4 separate regions of the Mus musculus genome follow, and all the other regions are linked to region 1. Evidence: chromatin contacts called from public Hi-C and promoter capture Hi-C data. All regions are on one chromosome and are shown on one strand. The core of a region is the stretch at or near the end of the contact, and the rest is flanking DNA. Distances in the headings are between cores, read along the strand shown.

What was found. Promoter capture Hi-C pulls out the DNA fragments that hold promoters and counts their contacts. A called contact is a pair of places that touch in the nucleus more often than the background predicts.
Region 2: a Hi-C map of cerebral cortex shows a contact between it and region 1, with 2.4 times the contacts expected there. The contact joins the promoter of Arap2 here to the promoter of Nwd2 in region 1. A contact is called at or near these places in 7 of 39 promoter capture datasets (the 3T3-L1 cell line, cranial neural crest, embryonic stem cells and 4 more) and 1 of 484 Hi-C or Micro-C datasets (cerebral cortex).
Region 3: a contact with region 1 is called in a promoter capture Hi-C map of second pharyngeal arch cranial neural crest. The contact joins the enhancer-like site here to the promoter of Nwd2 in region 1. A contact is called at or near these places in 14 of 39 promoter capture datasets (the 3T3-L1 cell line, the C10 cell line, cranial neural crest and 8 more), 2 of 115 datasets of contacts at active chromatin or transcription factors (forebrain and stem cell-derived neural progenitor cells) and 1 of 9 other capture datasets (embryonic stem cells).
Region 4: a contact with region 1 is called in a promoter capture Hi-C map of hippocampal neurons, with 6 times the contacts expected there. The contact joins the enhancer-like site here to the promoter of Nwd2 in region 1. A contact is called at or near these places in 6 of 39 promoter capture datasets (embryonic stem cells, frontonasal cranial neural crest, hippocampal neurons and 2 more) and 2 of 115 datasets of contacts at active chromatin or transcription factors (craniofacial prominence and neural progenitor cells).

Annotation. Positions count from the first base shown.
Region 1 is chr5:63,644,592-63,651,638 of GRCm38.p6, reverse strand. Nwd2 (NACHT and WD repeat domain containing 2) reads right to left here and starts at 2,536. Exons shown (of 7, transcript NM_177006.3): 1 at 1,319-2,536. The coding sequence starts at 1,469.
Region 2 is chr5:62,763,195-62,770,241 of GRCm38.p6, reverse strand. Arap2 (ArfGAP with RhoGAP domain, ankyrin repeat and PH domain 2) reads left to right here and starts at 4,065. Exons shown (of 33, transcript NM_178407.3): 1 at 4,065-4,348.
Region 3 is chr5:62,963,559-62,970,605 of GRCm38.p6, reverse strand. No RefSeq gene overlaps it. Among named protein-coding and RNA genes, the nearest start is that of Dthd1, 160 kb to the right of the region's middle. Within about 2 kb of position 4,360, at least 1 of the 459 cell types and tissues checked has an H3K27ac peak or open chromatin away from gene starts, as enhancers often do. A contact at or near this core is called in second pharyngeal arch cranial neural crest, where this site is marked.
Region 4 is chr5:63,129,092-63,136,138 of GRCm38.p6, reverse strand. No RefSeq gene overlaps it. Among named protein-coding and RNA genes, the nearest start is that of Dthd1, 320 kb to the right of the region's middle. Within about 2 kb of position 3,433, at least 18 of the 459 cell types and tissues checked have an H3K27ac peak or open chromatin away from gene starts, as enhancers often do. A contact at or near this core is called in hippocampal neurons, where this site is marked.

The DNA of each region.
Region 1 (7,047 bases), core at 1,287-3,786:
TAATTCTTTTCGCCATTATGCTGAGACTTGTAGATTTCCTGAACCCTAACTTTAACAAGGCTGTCCATTTTATGGTTATTTAAACATTTCCCATGCCCAAGTCCTGGTTGGTATACTTGCTATGGAAGGATTCTTAATGTTGTCAGGTCTTCCTAAAAGCACCCTTTATTAGGTTCTGGGAAAGTGAGTTGTAAGCTCAGGGAAAGGCAGTCAGGCCCTCCACGCATAGAACTCTCCTTAATTTTGTATTATTTATTTAATTATTTCCCCATTCCATTGTGACCACAAGTACTTTACCAGAAATTTCCAGTAGCTCACCCCTCCCCTTTAGAAGTGCTTGTTTCCAGAAAGTTACCTTTTCTGTCCTTTTACAGCAACAAAATAGAGCTTTGGATGTTTAATGGATCAAACTCTTCAGTGATTATTTGAATGTGAACTTTTTGTTTTGTTTTGTTTTTCTTCAATTAGGTCAGAGGTTTGCTGTGGTACAGAAAAAGTTAATTCACAACAGGCTTGTATAATCTTACACATCCTTCTTAAGTCTCTTTCATTCTCTCTCATTCTCTCTCTCTCTCTCTCTCTCTCTCTCTCTCTCTCTCTCTCTCTCTCTCTCTCTCTCTCTCTCTCTCTCTCCCCTGAACTCTTATCCACTTTGCTATGTGCATTCTTCATTTTCTCACCATTCACTGGAAAGGAGAGTTAACCTTAGGAACCAAGAACTACTCAATGCAGCATCTATCTGGTGGTGCTTGACCCACGCTTGACCTGCTCAGGAGAGAACAAGTCCCAGTGCCCAACTAAGATGAGCTCATCTGAGTGGACCAGCACTAATTCAGCTCTGGGTTGGGGGGCCGCTCCCTGGACCTCCACTGGCCTTTCTATCTGCAGGACCAGTGTTTCAAGGAACATACTTGGCACTTGAGTGAGAACGAGTGACAGCAGGGAACCCCTTTCAGTCACAGGCCACCAGAGGCTAGCTATTATTTGTGTATTAGGTAAAAGAAACCCATTAAAGAGGCAAAGGCGATGGAGTAGTAGAGGCAGAATTGATCTTCTAGAAAGTCTACCAATAACGCCTTTGCGATGTTTTAGATTGACTCCTGGAAGACAAGTGTGTCCTAGTAGTCAGCAGGGGAGCGGATGAGCTCAAGAAAATTAAGGGATTGGAATGAAATTCCCACGCGCTTGGGGGCTGCAGAGGGAGGCAGGGAGCGCAGGGAAGCAGGGCGTACCCCGCTGTGCGGGCCCCATACACTTTCGGACCCGCGCAGATCAAAGGAAGGACCAACAGACCTACTTAAAGCGCCAAGGGACTTACCTTCAGGGTTGGCGCTGATGAAGACCCGGACGCTGCGACCGGCGGGTACCAGGTGAGAAGGAAGGGCGGTGAGATTACCAGAGAACGCCGCCCGCCGGAGCGCGGAGTCCCGGGGACAGGGCAGCTTGGTGCCCGCACCGGCCGGCCACATCGCCCTGTGGGAGGGAAGATCAGCTGCCACCACCGTCTCTGCTTCTCGGGTCTTTGACCCTCCGCGGTCCCGCGAGGGCGATGTCCGCCGGCGAAGCAGCTCAGAGTCGCTCGGAGCTCTGAGCGCAGCCGGCGAGCTTCGCAGCGCTCAGCAGCCGCTTTGGAGCAGCGGCCATAGGGACCCTCGGGTCCCCAGTTGTTGTCGCCTCCTACACCTCTGAGGACTGCCTTGACTCCCGCCCGAGGCTCGGCGCCGCAGCGCAGGAGGTCAGCGTGGAGGATGCTACGCGGGCGGTGCCAGGTTGCACCGAGAAGAGCCCGCTCCTCTCCTGGAGCCCGTAGCCATGTCCCTACTGGTGTCCACCGCGGGAGGAGGGGGCAGCCGGGCGTCGGGGACCTGGCGGAGGACCAGAGCAGGTCAAAGTTTAGGAGACGGTGGCAGGAGTCGGTCAGGACTCTCAGAAACAACGCGGCTCACGGGGCGGCTGCGGTGTAGATGCGCGGGCTGGGGGCAGCCCGGGGACCTCTTGGTTTCCTAGGAGGACTCGCACCAGAACCCCAGGCGGCTCCCTCAGTGAAGGACAGGAGATCGATCTGCCCGAGATTCCTGCTATCCTCCCTCGAACTCCCCTAAAGGTCAAACCAGCTCTGTGCATTTGCGGGAATCCAGTCGCGCGGGCGTCTGCAAGCCTTTGCCAAGTCCCCCAAAGTTCAATGCTCCTCCACACCACACGCCAAGGGGCTGGAGCATTAAAGCTCCAGGCATTGAGAAAGGTTCTCCCTGCCTCTCGTGGCGTGGGAGGACACGTCTCGCCTCGGCGCTCTCTCCCCACGCTCGTGCAATCGGGGGATTTTTATAGCTAAGCCACGATGCTCACGTGGCCCTCCCCGCGTGGTCGCGGACCCTTTTGGGGAGCGAGTCTCTGCGGGCAGTTCTCCTAGACCTTTAAAGGACCAGGGAGCCTCCCTGCTCCCGCTGAGAAGCCTTTCCTGGCTGTTCGCCCTCCTGTGGGCGCGCAGGAACCAGGCGGCTTCCAGGGCATTGGGAGCCCCACGCAGTAGTGGGTGTGAGCTCTGGCTCAAGGGAAGGATGCAACTACAGAGAAAGACTCTCTGCCACGCCCCACTTCTGGCAAAGTGCAAGGGGCCTTTGTTTGGGGGCCTAGGTGGCAAAGTTGGCTCAAGGTTGTTGGTAATCTGCACTCACTGAAGGGGCCTGAATCACTTTCTTTGAGGGGGATCAGACTGTGCATCCTGGGGCCAGGGTCTGAACATCTGCAGGATCCCAAGTGGCATGAGATGCAGAGAAGTCCAAATGTGTAATTGCCGTCACCCTCTGAAACCCTACAAACTCCAGGAGAGGAGATAAGAGTGATTTTATTGAATGGGGAAGTAGGAAGAAGGGAGTATTTGGAGCCTGCCTTGAAGCTGGACCTTCAGATTTCTCATTCTGAGGTTGGGTCAGGATCATATTTTAGAGAGCAAACACAGCCCATCCCACCCCACCCTCGAGACTGGGGAGAGGATGGGTGGGTACAAAGCTTAGTTGGTTGCTCGTATTTCTAATTACCAGTTCTTAGAAACTGAGGTAGTAGGATTTTTGCTAGTGCCAGGACAGGCCAGCCTGGACTATATACAGTGTGAGACCCTGTCTCAAACAAAATGATAGCTAGTCGCTTCATGGCATGTTTATCTTCTCACCTGAAGACTCCTATCCTGGGCATCTTCTGGCATCCCCATCGTCTGCACTTCCTCTGGGTCCTGAGGGTGGCAGTGAAGTCCTACATAGTGCTGTTTACAGTCTTAGAGCACCCCACACCCAACACTCATTCTGGGCTAACCTCTTTGGAAGAACTGGGTCTCTAGGTTTTTAAGGCTCCAACTACTCCTGAGAGTCTGAAGCAGACAGCACTTGTTACTGTGTGATGATTTCACAGAACCCATGAAGAATTCCTGTGGATAACCTAGCCAGCTAGTCAATTAATTCATTCTAGCGAATCAGCTTTTCAAAATCACTATTTCCAAGTAGGAAGGCAATCGGGAGCAGAATCCAGAGACTCTCGCCCTCCATGGCCCCTGGTTATGTACTGAAAATTCTGTAACAGGTAATGAATGCAGAGTGCTGGCCACTGCTCCAGCCTTTACGAAGATATAGTATCCATCCCAGGGAAAGGGTCAGGACTACATTATGCCTCACCTCCCAGCAGTTAAAACAATATGGATAAAATGTTTACAGAGTGTCACCTGCCTGAATCCTCCTCCCCTCTCTTATTTATATTTCTGTTTTTAGACTCAAGATTAGTGTTTGTTTCCTTCAGATCTTGCTCCAGTGTTGAATTTTCTTTGAATGACTTTGGGGTTTTTGGCAGCCTTTGTAACCTAATTAACTTCTAGACAGGCTGAAGTTTAGCATCTGCCTGTGTCACTGCCGACCAAGCCTGCAGAAGAGAGATTTGTCACTGTTCATAGCATAGTCACTGCACCACCACCTTTGCTGGAGGTAAAGCTAAGCATCTTTTGAGTAGTGGGGAGGCATCTGCTTAAAGATACAGAATTGCCTACATCACTCCCACCCAGCCTCCTCCCTTACACTCTCCTAATCTATCTCTTTTTAACAGTCTGAAAACAAAGATTGATTTCTCAGCATGCAGATAGCACAAAGGAGAGGCCACCCATAATGGTAAGATTTAAGTGTCAATTCCTATGGTTTTTCAGCTTGATGAATTAGATTATTGGTTGCTCATTAGATAGATAGAAAGTCCAGATTTTGGAGGCTACTTAATTTTTATCTTTGTTTCAAAATTTTCAGTATTTACTGAAGTTTTATTTACTAATTAATATGGGGTCCTTTGGGAGAACGACTAGAGCTTTTCATTGCCAAGCCACTTCTCCAGCCCTATTTGTTGTCCTTTCAGAAATACTGATAAAAAGAATTTTATTTTAAATGTTGTAAATACTTGCTTAGGTTGTAAATAGGTTGGAAATTAAAAGTGTACCATCTTCTTTGTCTATTATAAACAATGACAACAAAAAAGAAGTTTTATTGCATTTTTGCATATAGGAGAGCAAGGTTAGAAAAATTCCACCAGAAATTACTAATACAAGGTCATAAAGCTAATCTACAGTAGAGCCACGATCCAGGTATTAATGCTCCTGTCAAAGATTTTTTGCAACATAATAAATCCATGTCTGGTCTTGGTTGAGATTTTTTTTTTAACAACCAAGATTATGGCTGCTTCCAAGAAAGAGCACATAGGTCTATACTCCTTCCTCTGTTTTTTATGTTTCTATTTTTTTCATTACAATCCCATAGGGAAATCAATACCATTCCAGAAACAGGCAGGAGATTTTAAAGCACCTAGAAATGAGAAGAGAAAGGAGTCCTGGAACATGGGTCCAAGACCATGCTGCTAAAAACCATTCCCTTCTCTTGTCTCACCCACCCTAGCTAGCAGGCTAGAAGTCCTTATAAAATAGTGGTGCCAGCTCTTTCTAATACTGACCTGTGGGAAGGTGAAATCACTGATAGGCTCCTTCTATTCACTGGGCTGGAAAGAGTCATTTGCTTATAGATTCTATCCTTCTTGATAGAGAAGTTAATGACCTTGAAATAAATCGTAATTCCATTAAACCATTATCTTGTGATATTGCTATACTGAGCACTCCCTGTATGATACACACTGTTTTAAGCTTTAATTAGTATTTTACTTAATTATATTGCATTAAGGGTCTTGGTCTAGCAAGTCCTATCTCCAGTTTAGCATCCTGTCTTAGACACTATAGTCCCTGTATACCCTTTTAAAAATCATTACTTTTTATTTTAATACATTTAAAATTAAAATAGAATTACATTGCTTTCCTTCTCCCTGTCTTCCCTTCAGCTTCTTTCAAGTGCCCTGTCAACTTCTTCCATGCCCTCCCTCTCAAACTGATAGCCTCTTTCTCACTCTTGTTACATATAAATGTATGTTTAATTATACATAAATATTTAAATACATCGCACTAAGTTCATTTTTCTTTTTTTTAAAATTATTTATTTATTATTATATCTAAGTACACTGTAGCTGTCTTCAAACACACCAGAAGAGGGTGTCTGTCAGATCTCATTATGGATGGTTGTGAGTCATCATGTGGTTGCTGGGATTTGAACTCAGGACCTTCAGAAGAGCAGTCAGTGCTCTTAACCGCTGAGCCATCTCTCCAGCCCCCAAGTTCATTTTTCTTATCTTTGTGTATGTGGTTTCAGGGCTGACCACTTTGTATTGGCATCATCCCTGGGGTAGGCTCAGCAGACATTCCTTGTCTGTCATTGTTTGTATAGGTGGGACGCCAATGGACACAATGGAGTACTACTCAGCTATTAAAAAGAATGAATTTATGAAATTCCTAGCCAAATGGATGGACCTGGAGGGCATCATCCTGAGTGAGGTAACACATTCACAAAGGAACTCACACAATATGTACTCACTGATAAGTGGATATTAGCCCAAAACTTAGGATACCCAAGATATAAGATACAATTTGCTAAACACATGAAACTCAAGAAGAATGAAGACTGAAGTGTGGACACTATGCCCCTCCTTAGAAGTGGGAACAAAACACTCATGGAAGGAGTTACAGAGACAAAGTTTGGAGCTGAGACGAAAGGATGGACCATGTAGAGGCTGCCATATCCAGGGATCCACCCCATAATCAGCTTCCAAACGCTGACACCATTGCATACACTAGCAAGATTTTATCAAAAGGACCCAGATGTAGCTGTCTCTTGTGAGACTATGCTGGGGCCTAGCAAACACAGAAGTGGATGCTCACAGTCAGCTATTGGATGGATCACAGGGCTCCCAATGGAGGAGCTAGAGAAAGTACCCAAGGAGCTAAAGGGATCTGCAACCCTGTAGGTGGAACAACATTATGAACTAACCAGTACCCCGGAGCTCTTGACTCTAGCTGCATATGTTTCAAAAGATGGCCTAGTCGGCCATCACTGGAAAGAGAGGCCCATTGGACTTGCAAACTGTATATGCCCCAGTACAGGGAAATGCCAGGGCCAAAAAAAAAAAAAAAAAAAAATGGGAATGAGTGGGTAGGGAAGTGGGGGGGGGGGGGAGGGTATGGGGAACTTTTGGGATAGCATTGGAAATGTAATTGAGGAAAATATGTAATAAAAAAATAAATAAAAAAGAAATTTCCCACGTTTCATGCCCCTTTAGCACATCTATTGATGCTGCCATTGTTCTGATCTTGCTTAGGCAGCCATTTCTAGGAGAACTGTCTCCCAGGAGACTTTCTGGTATTTGGGCTCTAACAGTCTTTCCACTCCTCTTCCCTAATGTCCCAATGTTCCCTGAGCCATAAATGCAAGAGTTATGATAAAGATCTATTCACTGGGGCTGGGCTCCCCATAATCTCTTATCTCGGCATTGCATCTACTTGTAGAAATATGTTATGGTTTCCATTTGCTATAAAGATAAGCTTCTTTGATCAGGGGTGGTAGCTACACTTATCTTTGGGTATAAAGATATGATTTAGAATGTCCTTTGGAATTATGTAGTATTCTATTCTAAGATACATGACCTTGC
Region 2 (7,047 bases), core at 2,816-5,315, 880 kb after region 1:
GGCCCTGAACTGCTAGAAGGTATGGAATGAAACAATCTATGTGCAGAAGAGCAATACTGCATCAACATTCTTCTACATGGAATTTAAAGATTCCATATATAACTACTGAGAATGGAGTGCCTGCTGAGTCTGAATCACTTGTGAACAAAAGCAAGTTGAGAAAGAAAGGGTTTGTCTTACACCATCTGACCAGAGTCAGGCATTGAGGGAAGCTGAGGCAGGAGTTAAAGCAGAGACCCTGCTTGCTGGCATGTTTCCCACAGTGTGCTCCATTTGCTTTCTTATATAATCCAGGATCATGTGCCAGCATGGCACCTCCTAAAGCAGGCTGGGCTTCCCACATCAGTCTATAAAGAAAACGTGCCACAGGCCTGCCCATGGGACAAGCAGAGGATTGGCCTTTTCCCCCGGATGACTTCAGCTTGTGTCAAATGGAACAAACACACAGACAGGCATACAAATAAAGTCCTCAACCAGCAGAGACCCCATTCTGAAGCAGAGGGAGAGAGGGAGGGAGGGAGGGAGGGAGGGAGGGAGGGAGGGAGGGAGAGAGGGAGGGAGGAAGGAGAGAGAGAAAGAGAGAGAGAGAGAGAGAGAGAGAGAGAGAGAGAGAGAGACTCGCAGAAGTGTATTGAAGAACCATGGCTATCAGAGAGGTTAGGAGATAAGAAAAGTTGGTGAGATGCTAATCAAAAGATATAAAAGTTGAGTTAGATAAAATGAACAAATAGATTCAGTGTACATAATTGAACTCTATACCAGTTTATAATAGCGGCACACCAAGGGATGTGGTTATGGAAGAGGTGAGAACACAAGAAGATTTATATTTAGTTCTCTGGTTCAATTTTCATGTCAAATTGCATGTTCAATAATATCAATTCATAAAATGTGAGTCAAAAGTGCAATATTCGTAAATTAATATATTATTATGCTTATTTACACCTATGCATTAAACATTGTGAAATATTTGCCTGCTGCACCCACAACTTTACATTATATATACATATATATGTGTGTGTGTGTCTGTGTGTGTGTCTGTGTATTTTACTAAGTTACATTTCCAACACTACATTTTCCATCTGGCAAAATAATATTGGGTATTTTCTATAAAATGAGTGATTAGGTTTTATGTGTAAGCAATTCTGGCTACCAGATATTTTCAAAGCATTGAGAAGAAAGTGAAACATGAACTTAGTTCTTTGAGAATCATGGGCAGAAAAAAAAAGCGATAGAAATAAGTGCTCTGAGGAGTTGCTAATTCCTAGGTGCCTTACATGCAAAATCACACTGCTGCTGCGAACATTATTTTTACAGATGGAGAAACCAGGGCCAAATGTCAATATATGTACTCAAATGAGTGTGCTCAAACCGTCTCAGCCCACGGAGCATGTTGAGCTCCATTTTGAATGTGGCCTTTTCAGGCTCAGCATCAGGGTGGTGGTCACCAGAGACAATCCCTGGAGAAGACTGGCTTGGAGCTATCTGTCCTTATGCTCCTACATGATGGTGTAAGTCACTCCCATCCCGTTTTCTTTAGGTTTCTTATCTGTGGAGAACACTGCTATCGATTCTCTTTTCAAAGAGCTGCTGGTTGTCTCACCATGAGCTCCTACATGTGAATTGCTTGGAGCAGCAGCTGTCCTGTAAGTAGTCAGTGGATGTTGGTACTGTGATGGCGTTAGAAAAACAGGAGAGACCGAGAAAGAGAGAAGAGAGCTGGGATGGAGGGGGTTTCTATGCATCACCTCTTTCATGCCAGTGCATTATGGGTACATAGGGATGAGAGCAACAAAGGCAGAAGAGCCGGTTAAGTTGTTCCATTTGCTCTGCTATCTAAAAATCTAGGAACTAGGGGTAGGGGCAGGTCACCTTGGAGTAATTCCAGCCTTGATGGGAAAATAGTGAGTACAGATTGCCACTCCAGAAGCCTGGCAGAGGACGTATCTCCATATCTTAATTCTTATAGAAAGTCAATTTCTTTGTCCACTTTGTCCTCTTAATGCGTCACTTAAATAATTTATGCTGTACTAATACAGCTTAGATGTGCTCAATTTATCTGCTCTTCACTACTGAGCCTCTTTCATCTTCAATTAAACCCGCATTTATAAAACTGGAAGAATTATTTCAGCTCAGAGTTGTGGCATACCTATAAAATATGTATCAGTTGTTTGGCTAGAGACTGGTGATTAACAAGCAATTAATAAAAGGTAGCTTTTACCATCTTTCCCGAGCTATCTCCTCACCCCACCCCTCCAAACCCGCATATGAAGATTCAGCAGACCAACTTAGCACTCAGGAGTGGTGTATGCAGTCTGTAGTGGAGAGGCATTTTGCCTACTACAATGGCTATTAAATCACACGTCTACCCGGCAGCACCATAGTCTGTCCCCTGGGAGAGATGGCATCTAGAGATTGTTTTGTAGTTGTTTACCGTGTATCTTCAGAGTTGCATGCTCAAATTATCCAACATTAAAAAAAAAATTGAAAATCTCGGATAACTGAACGGCATGATTAAGGAACTAAGATGGTCTAAGGACACACGTCCAAACTATCTTATAAAAGCAACTGTGAAAAGTAACATGTTAAAGGTTGCCCCCCCCCCCCCCCCCCCCCGCGAGACACCATAACTGATGTAAGAATACTTGTATATTTGATGGCCTGACTTGTTCCGAGAAGGATTTAAGAAGGCTAATGAAGATTGGGGGTGTGGAGGTGGTGGTGGGAATATATGAGCGCTGTTAGGAGAGAAAGAAAAAGAAACCGGGAGCAAAGGGGGAAGATGAGTCCGGGAAAGAGCAACTCACAGAAAATTTGTAATAAATGGCGTGGAAAGTAAAACTAAAAGCAAAATAAATTAATAAATTAAAAATAAAGAAATAAAAAGAAAGAAACAAAGATTAAACAAAAGAAAAATAACACAGACAAAAAGAATTCTGCAAGTCTTTTGGGAGAAAATGAAGGCAATTTGCCCAGGGCCTTCTTGTGAAACCTTCTGTGTAAAGGATGCTGCAGCTCAAGCCCCTCTTTACCCCCGGAAAGATGGTGGTTTTGGATGGCAGTTGGTGATGTGGACTCGTGAAGGCCTGAGCTCCTGGGAAGCCTCTCACCCTGTGAGCTTCACCCATTAGCTTATTTTCATAATAAGGTCCGCATCACTGTAATTGCTTCACTTTCGTCAACAGATACAGCAGGAAGATAAGTAAGTACTTTCATGTTTTGAGGGAGAAACTCAGGTAGGTAATCTATTAAAAACAAACAACAAACTCAAAACAGGAGTATGAAGCAGGTCAGCAAGGATCCTGCTTGTTCTCAGGTAGGTTTCTGGGATTCTCTCTCTCTCTCTCTTTTTGTTTTTCTCATTGTATCACCAAGATCATTTAAGGACTGATTCAAAGACAGAAAGGCCTTCCAGACTCAAACAACCCCCAGGTTTGAGACCTAGTTTCCCAGAGATAAGTGTTCCTCAGGCCATTGGGTGTTATGCTCCTCCTCCTGAGATTCATCTAAAAAAAGGGATCTTAGAATTTGGTCGTAGCGGTGACTGGGGAGAATCCGACTTTGGGTTTGGTGGATATACTTATTCCTGGAACCTAGGCAAAAGGGTGTCCTAGATGTGTGTGAAGTTTGGGAAACACTGAGGCTACAGGGAAAGTTCTGGGTAGTGTAGCGCTTCTGCATTCAGAGGCGGCAGGATCCACCCCACTGGCCACCCGCCCAGGTCAGCGCACACAGTCCCAGCAACGTGTATCTGTAACCCAGCGAGGGTCTCAGCGGGAGGGTGGCAGGGCCAATCCCCCGCCCCGGGGGGACGCGCCCTTCCAGGGTCGCCACTGGGCAGACGCGCTCCAGGTGGCCTGGGCGGCAGGCGCGGCCGAGCGGCAGGCGGGCTGACTCAGCTGCGCAACAATGCTGCCGAACCGGGACGGCCTGCCCCGCCGCCCCCGCCGTTGAGCTCGGGCCGCCCCCGCCGGCCGCGGATCCCCGCCCCCGGGGCTCGGGAGGAAGCAGCCGGGCGCGGCGCCGAGCACCTGGGCGGCCCGGGCAGGCGCGGCTTCCGGGGCTGCGCGCTCGCCCGCGGAGCCCAGCCGCGCTCCCGCCTCCAGGTGCGGCGCGGGGTCCGCCCGCTCGCCGCCGGGGACAGCGCCCCACGGGGACGAGCCGGCGCTGCGCTGCCGGGGCTCGCGGGCCGCGCGCGAGCGAGGCGAGTCCCCGGGGTGCGCTGGCCGCGGTCCGGTCCCGGGTGCGAGAACGCAGCGCTTCGGGACGCGTGGAGTGCTCGGGCGGCTCTGGATTGTGTCGCTCGGATTGCGCGTCCCGCGAGTGGGCGTCGGAAGAGAAACCAAAGGCGGTAAGTGATTAGAAAGCTGCGCTTGCTTCTGGGATTTGACCCGCACGATTGACAGTCCAGTCAATCAGACTGTCTCATCCCCCTCTGCCCCCGACCAAAAACTGCCTGGGCAAGTTCCAGGCGCTGAGTTCTTTTCTCGGTGGAGGTAATGACTTGGGGCTCTGTGCTCCCCCCTGCACCCCCCACACCCTTCTGGTTACACACTTAAGGGCAGCCCTGTTAATTAACTTTAATTACAATCATTCGGCCTCCACCTGCTTGAACCTAGCACTGTACCAGGGGACCTCTCTGGAGTGCGGTTACCAGGCAGCTCTTTCACCTTTAGTGTGGGAAGCAGTTCTCATGGGAGAATTGGTGTCCATCTATTAATTGAAGTAAGTTTTTATTTTACTTCATTCTGATGTTTTCTTTAGTCTTGGTTTTCTTGGTGGCGATCTGGAGTTTCTTTGACTTGGAAGGTTTGTGAAATTATATTGTGAACAATAGCCTTTGATATTTAGAAAAAAATACAAGAAGTGATAAGATACGCTGTGTGGAAAACTGTCTCAGGCTCTTGTAAGTTAGATGAGAGATACCAAGTTTGTCCTTGAAGTATAGGACACTTAGTAGCACATAAGTTTATTTTTTTTTTTAAGTATTGGAATACGCTATTTTTAAAAGTACATTTAATCGGATGTCATTGTTATTCCCAATAATAGCTTTGTACTTACAAGCCCAGTATCGATTCTCTTCACTTAAGCTTTGTGCACCAGAAGTGTATGGAGCATTGCCTGTAAGTGGAAGGTGGCTATGGATGAGGTAACTTTTTTAAAGGCAAGGAATAACGACAAGATTTTTATTCATGACTTTTATACACTTACAAGAGAAATATGGAAGGCAAAGGCACTTGGTATTCCACTGTTTAACAATGTTTAATAGAGAGAAAATAAAAGTGGGTCGTGCAAGTAGGCTATATCCTAAAATGGAAATATCCCCTGGCTCCTGTCCAAGGAGAGATTGAACACATATTTAAGGTGGGTCTTCACACTAAGAGGGTTTTATATAGACTTGATGTGTCGCAGCCATTTTTTTTTTTAAAAAATGTACCTAGATAGTAAGTCAAAAAGCTTGTTAAAGCTAATTTATATGTGTCTGCTGTTTTGTATTCTTTCCTTCCACTCCTCGGCCTGTCACATGCAGTTTTTTTTTTTTTTTTTTTTTTTTGAGGGGGGAGTTGCTTGTGAAAAGAGTAGCTGAGGGTCCGCTTAGAAACAAATTCTTGTTTTCCTGACATCTCAGGTTCCCAGTTGTGAGGCTCATGGGCACTCAATGAATGCTTTTCAGATTGAAGTACTTTTAGTTACCATGGTTAAATAGAACTCAAGTTCTACTGGATTACAGTTTTTGTGTCTCACATTAGCGTTTGGAAACTGAAGTTTTAAAAACTTGCTTCTGAGGATTCTCCAGGTCCTAGAAGGAGACTTTGCTTTCTGTTTTGTTACTTCCTAACACATTAACTTGCAGCTGAAGAACTCCGTGTGGTGAACTTGACCATAAAATTCAAAGTATGAACGACAGCCGCAGCTTTAATAGTTTCTGTTGTCATGTGCTCCACCCTCTCTTCAGTCTTCTGTTTTGGAGCCACTTACTGGTCTTTTGCACATGCTAAGTTGTGGAGTGTTTCTGATTCTTTGTAAAAGGCTAATCAGGCGATGTCTTCTTATTGGTCCTGGAAATATGTGTTAACTTTTACCCAAACACATTGAATACAAACATAGTGGATGCCTCCTTAAGTCATTTCTACATTAGAGTTTACTATTTTACATTTTAAAAACATTGGTCACAGTGTGGATATATGGCTATATTTCTACCAAGCCTAATGACGTGAGTTTGATCCCCAAGACCCAGAGCCTCATGGTGGGAAGAGACAACTGACTCTAGCAAGTTGACCTCTGACCTCCATGCAAATGCTGTGTCACTCCCATACATGCACATACACATGTACACACATAGAAACAATGCATTAACATATGTAAAATATGTCACCCGAATTGAATATATAATATTAGGAAGGTCATTTGGCTCACATTTTTTCCCTTGATTGGAATAGCAGTGGTATTCTCTTTTAATTATTCTGCGTAGAAATTTTCTTCAAGTTTTTACTCAGCATAAGCAGACTTCTCTACTGATGCTCAAGTGAGAACAAATGTGTTCTGCTATGGATGAGGTGGGGATTTTGTTGAAAGCTATTTCTGTGAGGTAGAGAGAATTATTTTCTGACTTTTATGTGTATCTAGGGGTGGATCGTTGCGGGAAGAAATGGCTCATCATTCCTGAAGGTTCTCAAAAAAAAAAAAAAAAAAAACCAAAACAGAAAACAAACAGTAAAACACCACAGGTTATGCTGTGTGGCCGAGCATGCAGAGAGAAAGGCTTGGTCTGTCCAACAGCAAGGAAAACTGATCATTTCCCTGGTTAACAGATGACTTGGAAGACTGGGGGTAGAGATGGTCAGGACTGTGGAGAGAGTTTCACTTCATTCACAAGAAGTGTGGACTCTTCACTTTCCAGGTCTTCAGCTGACTTCAGCTGCCATTCTGACATCAGGACTTGTTGACCTCTGGATCCCTCCCACCTGCTCCGCCTTCTCTCTGTGGCCTGATATTTATCTGCTCTCCCTGTGCCTCCTTCATGGCCTTTGATCTCCTTTCAGGTGTTGG
Region 3 (7,047 bases), core at 3,111-5,610, 680 kb after region 1:
TTAGCCATTCTGACTGGTCTGAGGTGGAATCTCAGGATTGTTTTGATTTGCATTTTCTTGATGACTAAAGGATGTTGAACATTTTTTTCAGGTGCTTTACAGCCATTCAGTATTCCTCAGTTGAGAATTCTTTGTTTAGCTCTGTACCCCATTTTTAATAGGGTAATTTGTTTCGCTGGAGTCTAACTTCTTGAGTTCTTTGTATATATTGGATATTAGCTCTCTGTCAGATTTAGGATTGGTGAAGATATTCCCCAATCTGTTGGTGGCCCTTTTGTCTTCTTGAAAGTGTCCTTTGCCTTACAGAAGCTTTGCAATTGTATGAGGTCCTATTTGTTGATTCTTGATCTTACATCACAAGCCATTGGTGTTCTGTTCAGGAATTTTTCCCCTGTGCCCATATGTTCAGGGCTATCCCCACTTCCTTTTCTTTAAATTTCAGTGTATCTGGCTTTATATAAAGGTCCTTGATACACATGGACTTGAGCTTTGTACAAGGAGATAAGAATGGATCAATTTGCATTCTTCTACATGATAACCGCCAGTTGTGCCAGCACCATTTGTTTAAGATGCTGTCTTTTTCCACTGGTTGGTTTTAGCTCCTTTGTCAAAGATCAAGTGACCATAGGTGTGTGGGTCCATTTCTGGATCTTCAATTCTATTCCAATGATCTACCTGTCTGTCACTGTACCAATGCCAGGCAGTTATTATCACAATTGCTCTTTATTACACCTTGAGGTCAGGGATGGTGATTCTGCCAGAAGTTCTTTTATTGTTGAGAATAGGTTTTGCTATCCTGGGTTTTTTGTTTTTCCAGATGAATTTGGAAATTACTCTTTCTAAATCTACGAAGAATTTAGTTGAAATTTTGATGGGGATTGCATTTATTAGGTAGATATCTTTTGGCAGGATGACCATTTTTACTATATTAATCCTGCCAATTTATGAGCATGGGAGATCTTTCCATCTTCTGAGATCTTCTTTGATTTCTGTCCTCAGAGACTTGAAGTTCTTATCATACAGATCTTTCACTTGCTTAGTTAGATTCACACCGAGATACTTTATATTATTTGTGACTATTGTGAAGGGTATTGTTTCCCTAATTTCTTTCTCAGCCTGTTTATCCTTTGGGTAGATGAAGGCCATTTATTTGTTTGAATTAATTTTATACCCAGCCACTTTGCTGAGGTTGTTTATCAGGTTTAGGAGTTCTCTGGTGGAATTTTTGGGGTCACTTTAGTATACTATCGTATCATCTGTAAATAGTGATATTTTGAATTCTTCCTTTTCAATTTGTATCCTTTTAGTCTACTTTTGTTGTCTAATTACTATGGATAGGACTTCAAACACTATATTGAATACATGGGGAGATAGTGGGCATTCCCCTATATTGGGGCCTAGAATCTTCGCAAGAAAGGCGAAGGGCCTCTCCTCCCACTGATGGCCGACTAGGCCATCTTCTGCTATATATGCAGCTAGAGACATGAGCTCTGGGAGTACTGGTTTGTTCATATTGTTCCTCCTCCTATGGGGCTACAAACCCCTTCAGATCCTTGGGTACTTTCTCTAGCTCCTCCGTTGGGAAGCCTGTGCTCTGTCCAATGAATGGCTGTGAGCATCCACTTCTGTATTTGTTGTTGTCTTAGTTAGGGTTTTACTGCTGTGAACAGACACCATGACCAAGGCAAGTCTTATAAAAACAACATTTAGTTGGGGCTGGCTTACAGGTTCAGAGGTTCAGTCCATTATCATCAAGGTGGGAGCATGGCAGTTTCCAGGCAGGCATGCTGCAGGCAGAGCTGAGTTCTACATCTTCATCCAAAGGCTACTAGTGGAAGACTGACTTCCAGACAACTAGCGTGAGGATCATATGCCCACATCCACAGTGACACACCTACTCCAACCAGGTCACACCTCCAAATGGTGCCACTCCCTGGTCCAAGAATAGACAAACCATCACAGAAAGGCACTACCCTGGCTTTCTGTTCAAGAGTATTTGGTGAGTCTGAGGACTTATAGTAGTCATTTGCTTTGGCTCAAGTTGGAAAAGTTGCAAGAATATTGTATCTAATCATAAATGTAACTGACCCTTGGTTCATGCTATGGACTCTTTCTTGGGATTTTATACTGTATCACCATATTTTTTAAGAGATTGGACTCACCTTGCTGTCACAAAAGTGGGAGCATACACTTATTAGTTTACACATGCTTATATCTGGACAAAATTAGTGCATGTTTTTGCTATGCTAATATAATGTGTCATAAGAGTACATCAATCATTTACACAAAGCTTTTCTAAATTCCTTCTGCAAATTGTGGGTACCCCTGTCTGGAGGAACCCTGATTTGATGCGGGTCATACATTTCACATACATACCTCTAAAGATGCCAAATGGAGCTATCAATGAAAATAGGAGCCATGGGAGAAACCATGTGAATTAACAAGAATCACAGCAAGGAACTCAGGATTAGACATGGTAAGATGATTGTACTTTAAAAGAGCAAAGAAAAACAAAATAAAACAAATAAACAAAAAATAGACGAACCATGAACTAAACTAAGGTAAAAGCATTTTTTAAATTTCTGACTACACGTAAGAACATACAATATGGAACTACAACACAGAACAAGATAAAGCATGACATGTACTTCACAAATCTCCCAAAGTCTGCTCTATAGTCATTTTTAATGCAAATGACCATTTCCATAATATTCTTATCACAGGCTAATTTAGAATATCTTGAATATAAATGGATTTGTGTAGTTTTGTCTTTTATGGTCATATTAGTCAGTGGTGTGTTTATAATTTTATATGTAGTTTGGTATATTTAAATAATTTGTTCTGGTTTAGTAGTGAGTCTGCTTGGTTAGATTAAGCTTCCCAAATGATAACTGTGCCCTTGTGTAGTGCCTGGGAGTGTCAGTTACCTTATATCCAAAGGGACGCTAAGTTATTGACTAAGTTAAGGATTCTGGAATTAGAAGTCATTTTCCATTATCATTGCAGATCCAGTGAAGCTGAAATGATCTCGTAAGGGAAATTGGGATGTAAAAAGAAAGCAGAAAGCCATATAATGATAGAATGAAAAAGGAAATATTACTGTAAAAGCCAAGGAGGCTAAAGGAAACAAGAAAATGAATATTTCCCCAGCATGCCCAGACAGAACCAGGGCCAATAATGACTGGACTTTAGCTTACTAAAACTTAATCCAGAATCTAGCAGAACTATCTGAAAAATATTTAATTCACTGAGGTCATGGCACTTTGTTAAGGAGTAGTCTTGTACTAGTACATATTTGTGGTTCTGTTGATGGACATTAAAGCCATTTCTAAATTGGAGCAATTACCAGCAATATTTCTGCACAGTACGTGTTATATGAAATGCATTTATTTTGAGAAGATGCTAGGGTAAAATCTATGGAATGTAATTTTAGAAACAACATTTTCCCAATCAAATTAACATTTTATATTACCAATGTTTTACACGTATTTCTTATATATATATAATTTTCCAAATTCTGATGGACAGATGCTGGCATATCTTAGTAGTCCTCATTTGTCTTTTATAGACGTCTAATAGTGTTTTATGTCCTCACATAGAAAATGAGCATTTCATTATTAATTTGAGATTTTGTTAAATTGGCAGATTGCTTTTAAAAGAGTACATATGTATACAAATTTAGTAAAACTACAAATCAGTTGACTTAAACAATTGTATCTCCATTTGATACTATGCAAAATGAATTTCCAAAAATCAATGTGGTTAGTACAGCCTAAAAACAAGAACGCAGTGTCCTAATAATATGGAGTAGTAATAGAGATTTGATTTTGTTTTTCATTTGATATTAAAGAAGATATATTTATCCCTATTTTGTGTTAAAGTCCTTTCATATTTCTACTATAGATTGCATTCTAATATTTCTTAAAACACACAATTGTCTCTCAGAAGCATAAACTCCTTAAATCAGTTTGCGTGATTTTTTTAAAATGGTACAAAGTAGTTGTTCAATAAATTCTTGTTAACTGGGATTGTTTTTCTGTTCTTCTTGCAAATACGAAAGTCAGATCACTGGCCAAGAACTAGCCTAACAAATGTCTTTGCTTGACATTAGCAGTTGGGCTAGCTCTATTTTCTAAACTACAAGAAAAAAAAAAAAGTCAATAGACCAGCTAAAGGCGAAAGCCTGCCAGGAACTAACCTTCTAAAGACCATGGCAGTAAGTCCACCACCAGCTGCTAAACTCCCATTGCTCCAGGGGAAGAAAAGGTCATTCCTCAATTGTGGTGAATGCCATGTTCTCCTTCATGAGGGAACACAGGCTGCTCAACATTGTGCAATGTAAACAAACTCATTTCCTCTTTGAGAATCAAGAGTCCAGCTGGGTTCAAGCACAGGGCCTCCTTGGAGAAGGCAGACCTGCCAGCCCTGTCTGCATTTACTCACTCCCTAAATTGTATATATTGAGGCCTCTAAGGTGAATCCTCTATTGAGCACTGTGACTACAGGAAATTGAAAGGAGTCTACAGCCTTTGAAACTATTACACAAATAACTGCTGTCAATTTCTCCTCTAGTCACATATGCTTAATCTATTTATTTTTAATACATTTATATTGAGAGTTAGCAGTACAGAACTGTTTGAAATAAGAAAGCTCTAGACCTATCATTTATGTTTTCAAATATGACCTCTTTGCTTTTCTCCCCCTTTGAATATCAGAACTTAGCTGCTCTCCTTTCACGTGGTTGCTCCATAAGAAATTCTGTTTCCACCTTTGGCCCCTCTGGAGTGTGCTGACCCATCACCTCCTCAGCTTCTCCTTTCTTTTTTTCTTTCTTCGCCTTGCTCTAAAAGGGTCCTTTCACTCCTTGAATAGCTCTTTATCCTACAACCTCAGAACTATTGAGCTGTCTATATCTGGAATAAATGCCTTTAAAAATACTCATTTATTAAATCTATTTTTGCTGCTTCTAAATGACCATGACTAGGTTAAAGAAAAAGTGGGCCATCCAAAAGCATCCCCCTGGCCTAAGCCAATTTCCAAATATTTCTTGTTACAGAATATGTCTTTGGAAATTAAAAAGAGAGGGGGGAATAAAATATCCATTTTTCTTTAGAAGTATGGCCACCAGGAGGTAGCCAGAGCCCCAAGTAGATGGCGCCACACTCTACTGAGACAACACTAGGTGGATTCTGTGGCTTAGGATAAAGAAGAAAAGCAGGACATGAAGGCAAAAAGAGCTAGCATGTGTGGGTGGTAGGAGGGAATGAGTAGGAGGATTTAGGTTGGCTAGGATCAAGATAAATTGCATGCATGTATAAAATTATTAAAGGGTACTTAAAATAGTTTTTAAATTAAAAGAGAAGTAGGAAAGGCATAATCATATGAAAAAATAATTAAAATTACAATTAAGTAAAAGTGTCACCCACTGTTAGCAGAGAATGAGTGCTTGCTGACGAAGTGAGAGATAGTTGTCCAAAGTTCTTTTACACACAACTACCAGCATGCTGGAGTTCATTCTAAGTGTGGGTTCATCTGTTTTTATTTTGCTCTAGAGTAATAAGTTAAAGTAGAATATTAATATACGTAATTTTTCTAGATAGATATTAACATATGTCTATTTGTTCCAGATGGGGCATCAACTCAGAACAGGGAAAATGTTCTATTCATGTTTAGCTTGGTGAATCAGTGCATGTAGTAGGGTAGCTTATAAGAGTACCGGTGAGCAGTCAGAATGGCTAAGATCAAAAATTCAGGTGACAGCAGATGCTGGCGAGGATGTGGAGAAAGAGGAACACTCCTCCATTGTTGGTGGGAGTGCAGGCTTGTACAACCACTCTGGAAATCAGTCTGGCGGTTCCTCAGAAAACTGGACATAGTACTACCGGAGGATCCAGCAATACCTCTCCTGGGCATATATCCAGAAGATGCCCCAACAGGTAAGAAGGACACATGCTCCACTATGTTCATAGCAGCCTTATTTATAATAGCCAGAAGCTGGAAAGAACCTAGATGCCCCTCAACAGAGGAATGGATACAGAAAATGTGGTACATCTACACAATGGAGTACTACTCAGCTATTAAAAAGAATGAATTTATGAAATTCCTAGCCAAATGGATGGACCTGGAGGGCATCATCCTGAGTGAGGTAACACATTCACAAAGAAACTCACACAATATGTATTCACTGATAAGTGGATATTAGCCCCAAACCTAGGATACCCAAGATATAAGATATAATTTGCTAAACACATGAAACTCAAGGAGAATGAAGACTGAAGTGTGGACACTATGCCCCTCCTTAGATTTGGGAACAAAACACCCATGGAAGGAGTTACAGAGACGGAGTTTGGAGCTGAGATGAAAGGATGGACCATGTAGAGACTGCCATAGCCAGGGATCCACCCCATAATCAGCATCCAAACGCTGACACCATTGCATACACTAGCAAGATTTTATTGAAAGGACGCAGATGTAGCTGTCTCTTGTGAGACTATGCCGGGGCCCAGCAAACACAGAAGTGGATGCTCACAGTCAGCTAATGGATGGATCATAGGGGTCCCAATGGAGGAGCTAGAGAAAGTAGCCAAGGAGCTAAAGGGATCTGCAACCCTATAGGTGGAACAACATTATGAGCTAACCAGTACCCCGGAGCTCTTGACTCTAGCTGCATATATATCAAAAGATGGCCTAGTCGGCCATCGCTGGAAAGAGAGGCCCATAGGACTTGCAAACTTTATATGCCCCAGTACAGGGGAATTCCAGGGCCAAAAAGGGGGAGTGGGTGGGCAGGGGAGTGGGGGTGGGTGGATATGCGGGACTTTTGGTATAGCATTGGAAATGTAAATGAGTTAAATACCTAATAAAAAATGGAAAAAAAAAAAAAAAAAAGAGTACCGGTGAGTAGTAACTTTCAGAATAGCTATATCGGGCAGCTGCATCACTGAAAAGCCATTAGAACACAGATGCCTTACAAAAGCTGTGTCACTGTGGTTCTCTATAGAACCTGAAGGCAAATCTACTGAAAGTTCTCTTCTCTGACTGAGCTGA
Region 4 (7,047 bases), core at 2,184-4,683, 520 kb after region 1:
AATGTTGTTCATGTGCTCAGGGTTGTTTGCAACTGACATGAGCTTCAGCAGGTTCAGAGCTCAGGTCTAGTGCTCCAGACATATAAGCAGTAGGGATCTTTATAAACAGTCAGTGCAACTTCACCTTGACCTTGATGGATGCTTGTGCTGGAGGCAAAGACTCTTTAGGGACTGTGAATTAGGGGAGTCTTTTATTGTAGAGTGTAGGCATTATTGAACTTTTTTTTCCCAGCGAGTATGATGTACACTTTAAATTGTAGAAATCTGGAAGAAATAAAGCAGGCCCAAAGTGGAGATTGAGTTTGTTATTATCACACAGAGGTAAGCAATGTTAGGTCAACTGTTCTCTATCATGTGGATTTTAATTACCCCTAGAACCAAGAAAAGAAATGACTGTGACTTCTCTACAGGTTCCTAAACAAGATGCTAGAATAGACCCCCTCCAGAGCATTTATTATCCGCAAGTCTTACCTAGTCCTTTTAAAATTCTGCAACTGGAAATGAGGGCTTTCATAAGTATGAGGGCAGAAGCTTTTGAAAATTACTTTTAAAATAATCAGTGCTTGCATTATTGAGAAAATACATACGCTGTCTGAGATGAAGCAGAGAAATAACCATAAAAACTGTTATAGTAATAAAACTTAAGATAATGTGAAATGCTTTATTTCCAGGGATTAGGTTTATACAGATCAAGAACAGGGCTTAGACAAAGATGAGAGGTAGTAAAGGTTCACTAGTTAAATGAGAAGAAAGCTAGTTGACGGAAATGTTCCCAGTATAGAGAACAGGCATGAGAGGAACACTGCGATGTAACTCAAACATCTGTATACACTGACATCAAAGGGGTGGGGGGATAACTGGATTTACATTTCTGGGTGTCTCTGAATTTCATTTAGATCTCAGAGATGGAAGGAAATGAAGTTGTAATTTATTGGCATAATTCTGTTTCTTCATAGCAAACACTGTCTTGTCCCTTTAATTTACTTTTACTCTTTTTAAAATTTTTGAGATAAAATAATTACCTCATTCCCCCAATTCTCTTTTCTCCTTTTATTCTGCTCCCCACACATCTCTGATACTGCCTCTTTGTGCGGTTTCCTTCTTTGTGACATGTGTGTGTGTGTGTGTGTGTGTGTGTGTGTGTGTGTGTGTGTGTGTGTGTGTCTGTGTGTCTGTGTGTATTCCTAAATATATAAATACAAGTGTTCAGTATGTATAGTAGTACTTTTATAAATTTACATGGCTTATTTTTTTCTACTGAATATTCCTAACACCAATGTCCTCCCCAGTCTGGATCTATTGTTTTATTATTCATTTTCATCTTTAAGGAGTCAATCTTATCTATCTGGAAATCAATTATTGTTTGGCATACTGTATATGCAGTACATGATTATCAAGACCTAAGCAGCCTTTTGTACCATTGATTTCTTTTCTTGGCAGGTTCAAAATAGAATTTTAGTTAAAATGTTAATGCCACTGTCCTGAAATTATGCAACAAAGGAACATAACAACTAACATATCAGACTCAAGAAATTATGTCCTGAGTATAAAGGGTCCTGTAAGTGTTGATCTTAAAGTGACTCTACAATAGTTAGAAGATACAAAGATGTTCTCAAGGCAGAGAAAGCCATATCACTGTAATGGAAATGAAAAGCAAATGACATTCTTTAACTCTTACAGCCAAATATAGTCCACATGAGATTGTAAGCCAAGCTTGCAACCCTGGAATGGGAGCCATGAGACTCTTCAAGAATTTCCAAGACTGAACTCAGATGAACAAATGGAGTCTGGTCATAGGAAACTATACCAGATAAATAGGCAGAGACATGGGGCCACATGAATTTTGTACTCAAGAAAAACAATGCATGTAGTGGTTCCAAGTAGGTTGTATGTATTCTATTGTAGAAGCAAGGGAAGAGGCTGAAAGCTTTACCAAGACCAATGTCTGCAGGTGCCCAGCAATGAGCATACTACAGATTTTGGTCTTCAGAGAGCAAGATGAGAAATCATAGAAGGCATCTAGTGTAGAAAAGGTTATGACCATACTTAGATATTTCCAAAGATGAATATGGTCAAAGAGTGTACAACATGAGTGGATAGACAAGTAGGTACAAGCTGCTGCTGACAGCGATCCTCCCCATAAATCTCTATCTTCCAATATGTGGATCAGTGATCACTGTTTCCTCCCTTTTATGTAACTTTCTCATGCTACCTTTTCTACATGGAACTAATAAAACCCTGCCTACCCTTAGATATTTAACTCCAATGCTGCTTCCTTTATAAACATAGCTAACAACAACCCTAATGGTTTTGAAAGACCATCTTGCTTACCAGGACTTAGTCTTCCTCTCTTATATTCCATTTATGAAACATGTTTCTTTATGCTGTGGATAGTTTAACCTATATTTTGTTTTAGATTACAAGCATCTTTTTCATCCTCAATGTTTCTAAGAACCTTTAACCACATCTTATCCCATCATATCTATGTGTGACTGTACTTCTTATATGTACAATAATGGCTTATGCATAGCAGATGATGTGCTTTTAAACTGTAGCCTTCTATAACACAACGATATCCAATCTATAATTTGGAAGCAGGTTGAGATACTTATGGAGATCCAGATAAGGAATTCAGCTGAGAACCAGAACAGGTTTCAACAAATACAGTCTCCTTGCTCCCTCATTGTTGGATTGCCAATATCACTTGATGTAGCCATTAAGACACAGTTGCTCGTTCTTCATGGTGCTTCAATTAGTAATATTTCTCTGATTAAGAAATGAATTCACACTTTAAAAGCTATTGCCAGTTAATAAACTTTATTTTTCTGGATGATGGATATGATTAATAAACCTATTAAGATATGAATAATTTATTTGTAAAATCCAACATACTGATTATTAGAGAAGATTAAGGAACATAGTTGTGCTTGAATGAGCAGCACCAAATTATGTAACTGCCAAAACTCTCATTCAGCGTTAGCTAGCAGAGAGGTGACATTTTTATGTACAGCTTATTTTCAGTATGTACCTTTTTTTTAAACAAAAAAGTACTTTGTTTATTTGATAACCCCGCATTTCTACATTTTCCATGCAAATGTTATAACTCAGCTTTCTTAAAACTAACAAAATTTGTAGCTTGCAAATTATCTCTTTCAAGTCATACTATCCTGTGACAGAGAAGGAAAAGGAACATTGATTGGTGTACATTAAAAAAAAAATCACCTCTCAAACCACTTCTCCAAAATACCTGTTTAAGTACTGGTATTTTTTTCCCAGACTATTTTTTTTTGAAGCAAACATATTTTCAAATTACCAAGTAAAGTACAACATTCTCTAGGTTTGTTGATGTGTTTCCAATCCTGTGGGTGTTTCCCAGGCAACAGAATTTTAGGAGGACTAAACATAGTCTATGAAAAACAGATGGAAACTGAAATGTTGATCAAGTGAACAGTGAAGGGAGAAACCAGAAAAATGGCTGCATTTGTGGAGATACTTGTAACCCAGTGATACTGCCCCAGTGAAGTGCCATTCCCTAGCATGCAGAGCTAGGGGCAACCTGTGAGTTTGTGGATGATATAATTGGCATAATAATACCCACAACCCAAGGCTGACCAAAACCTAGATCCTGGAAAAGTATGTTAAGTTTCATTCAAAACCAGATGTAAAAATCCTGGTGAGCTGATTCAAAACAGGAAGATTGCCCAATACTCTCTAGGTGATCTCAGTAGGAAACAGTTCCCTAAATCAAGAAGATGAGAAGCAACAATACAAGATCAGTAGGTGAGGAATGTCCCACTCCTGGCTTTGCTGATACAGAGGGGAGAGCCTAAGTGTGAAGGAGGTTCATGGTCTCTGGAAGGTGAAAGAGAAAAGGAAAAGGGTTCTCCCTACAATCAACAGAAAGAAATGTGGCTCTGTCAGTACCTTAATTTTAGCTAAGTGAGAATCTACTTTGTCTTGGGTCTTCTAGAACTGCAAGAAAAACTCATGTTTGTTAGACAAGCAGTAAAACAAAATAAAACAAACAAAACCATTGCACACATTATTTTTAATTATTATTATTTTCGTCATTGTTACATAACTTGGAGGTCAATCAACTTACCAGTATCTGTATAGTTAAATAGGAAAACAAAACTCCAATAATAGATCAAGGGGCTTCAGAACCAAGGGAGAACAAAAAGTAGAGTAGTTTAACTTGGAAGAAAAATGGAAAACAAGATTTCATTGGTACAAAGACATTTATGCGTGAACACTAGCCTTGCTTTATAGATTTCTTCCTAAACAGAGACATTTCACTGTCTCCACGCAGCATCTAGATGGACTGTCCTAACACATGTGGCTGAGTGTCTGAGGCATAAGGACATCTCTCATATCCTAGGCCTCCCTGATGGTCCCCTTCTGAATATTAGTTTAAGAAGGAAATGTCTGCTTTGTCTCATGGTTTTAGGAATTTCAAGTCCACTAATCCTCAGCTCTGTTGCTTATAAGTGTGTGGTAAAGCAGAAGATCATGACAATGAACATGTTTACAGATAATATTTCTTACTTTGCTGTACTGTAGCCAGGTATTAAAGAGGGAAGGGGATGGTATCCTAAAACTTCTCTCAACCTCACTCCCATACTTTCCTTCCACTAGCTATTTCTCCAAAAGCCATCCTTTCTCCAATGTACAACCAGCTGGTGACCTAATCAAAATTTAGTGGATCAATATTTAAATAAAGCATTAGAGCTTTTGCTACAATTGATGTTTTAGTGTTTTGTTATTATTTCTTTTATTTGTGAGATTATAATTATACCATTTTCCACTTTTGTATCTTACCTCCAAAAACTACCATACACCCCTTCTTGCTTTTTTTCAAATTCATGGCCTCTTTATTTTTATCAATTTCCGCTACATGAATATATATATATATATATGTGTGTGTGTGTGTGTGTGTGTACAATTTATGTGTGTGTGTGTGTGTGTGTGTGTATAGATAGATAGATAGATAGATAGATAGATAGATAGATAGATAGATAGATAGATAGATTTAACATGTCTATAATAAGTATATACTATGAGTATAATGATACTAGTGTGTATGTTTTCAGGACTGATGATTTGGTATTAGATAACTAGCCAGTTATCTTCCCTGGTAATTTCTCTTGCTCTCAGTGTTACTTAGTTTCTTGTAGTTCCTTTTGTAGGCCTTGTGCTCTTTCCTCCATCTACTTTGGCATGTCTATTGCTTTTATTCTTGTTCAGTTCCTGTTTTAGTAGTCATGTTGATGAGACTTTCAGGGTGTGGCTTCTAATATTCCTAGGAGACACAGTCTCACAGAAAACTTCTTGATCCTCTAGCCCTTCCTAATGCCCAGTGAGCCTTAGAGGTAAGAGTGTTCTGTAGATGCATCCATTGGGACCAGGCTCTACAACTCTACATGTTGGGTGTAGTTTTGTCTAATGGTCTCCTTCTGTTGCAGAGAGATGGTATCTAGGTGGGATGGTGTCTTAGTCAGGGTTTCTATTCCTGTACAAACATCATGACCAAGAAGCAAGTTGGGGAGGAAAGGGTTTGTTTGGTTTACACTTCCATGTTGCTGTTTATCACCAAAGGAAGTCAGGACTGGAACTCAAGCAGGTCAGAAAGCAGGAGCTGATGCAGAAACCATGGAGGGATGTTCTTTACGGGCTTGCTTCCTCTGGCTTGCTCAACCTTCTCTCTTATAGAACCGAAGACTACCAGCCCAGGGATGGTCCCACCCACAAGGGACCTTTCCCCCTTGATCACTAATTGAGAAAATGCCTTACAGTTGCATCTCATGGAGGCATTTCCTCAACTAAAGCTCCTTTCTCTGTGATAACTCCAACTGTGTCAAGTTGACACAAAACTAGCCAGTACAAATGGGGCCACCACTGATATTTTAGACCAAGGACACAGATTTGAAATTTACTTAGGGATTGTCATGGTTTAGTGCCATAGTGGTTATAGGTTCTCCTCTGAGATCTGTGACTTCACTAGTCCAGGGTAGTTGGCTAGGTTTCCAGTTTGCAGCATGATTTTCCTCCTGGTGAGTGGTTGTAAAATTCAATTAGAGAGCTGCTATTACAATCAATCTGCAAAAAAATTTGTTCCTCTAATACAACTCTAGCAGCTAAGGCTCAGGGATCACTGAAGAGGAGGGAACAGAAAGATGTTAAATCAGAGGAGCAGGGAGCTCATGTGAGATTGCAATCTGTTTTTACATATTTAGGAAATATAGAAAATATAAATAAAATATAAAATTACTCTGTATGTGTGCACTTGTGTATATGTCTAATTAATAATTAATGAAAAAGACCATGAATTTGAAAACAAACAAGTCTCTACAGGAGAATTTACAATGGTGGTTCTCAACTTTCCTGCAACTCTTTAATACATACAGTTCTTCATGTTGTGGTGACCCACAATCATAAAATTATTTTCATTGTTAATTCATATTGGTAAATTTGCGACTGGTATGAACCACTATGTATATGTGATATGCAGACTGGTCTTATGTGACCCCTGTGAAAAGGTCAGTCAACTCCATAGGGTTTGCAACCCTCAGGTTGAGAACCACTGGTTTAGAAGAGGGAAAGAAATGAGGAAATGATTCAATTATATTTTACTTAAAAAAATTGCCCCTGGAAGGATTCTATACCACGTCTCATCTTTGTGTCATTAGTGGTAGGTTGGCCATCCAGGATGGAAGAAAAAATTGACACTATCTGGGCAGCCAGCTCCCCGTGATGATGGGACACTGCACAATCACAAATGGGATTGATGGCAAGCAGCTAGGTAACACATCCACCCTCAGGAACACACCAACAAATGCATAGATTTATTACTAATCAGGGTGTCGGAGTATTTCTTTCCCATGTTAGGTATCTACTTTAATTTTAGTGTATTATTCTAATTCTTGCACTTTCTTCCATCTCACACCAGTCAGGATGGCTAAGATCAAAAATTCAGGTGACAGCAGATGCTGGTGAGGATGTGGAGAAAGAGGAACACTCCTCCATTGTTGGTGGGATTGCAAGCTTGTA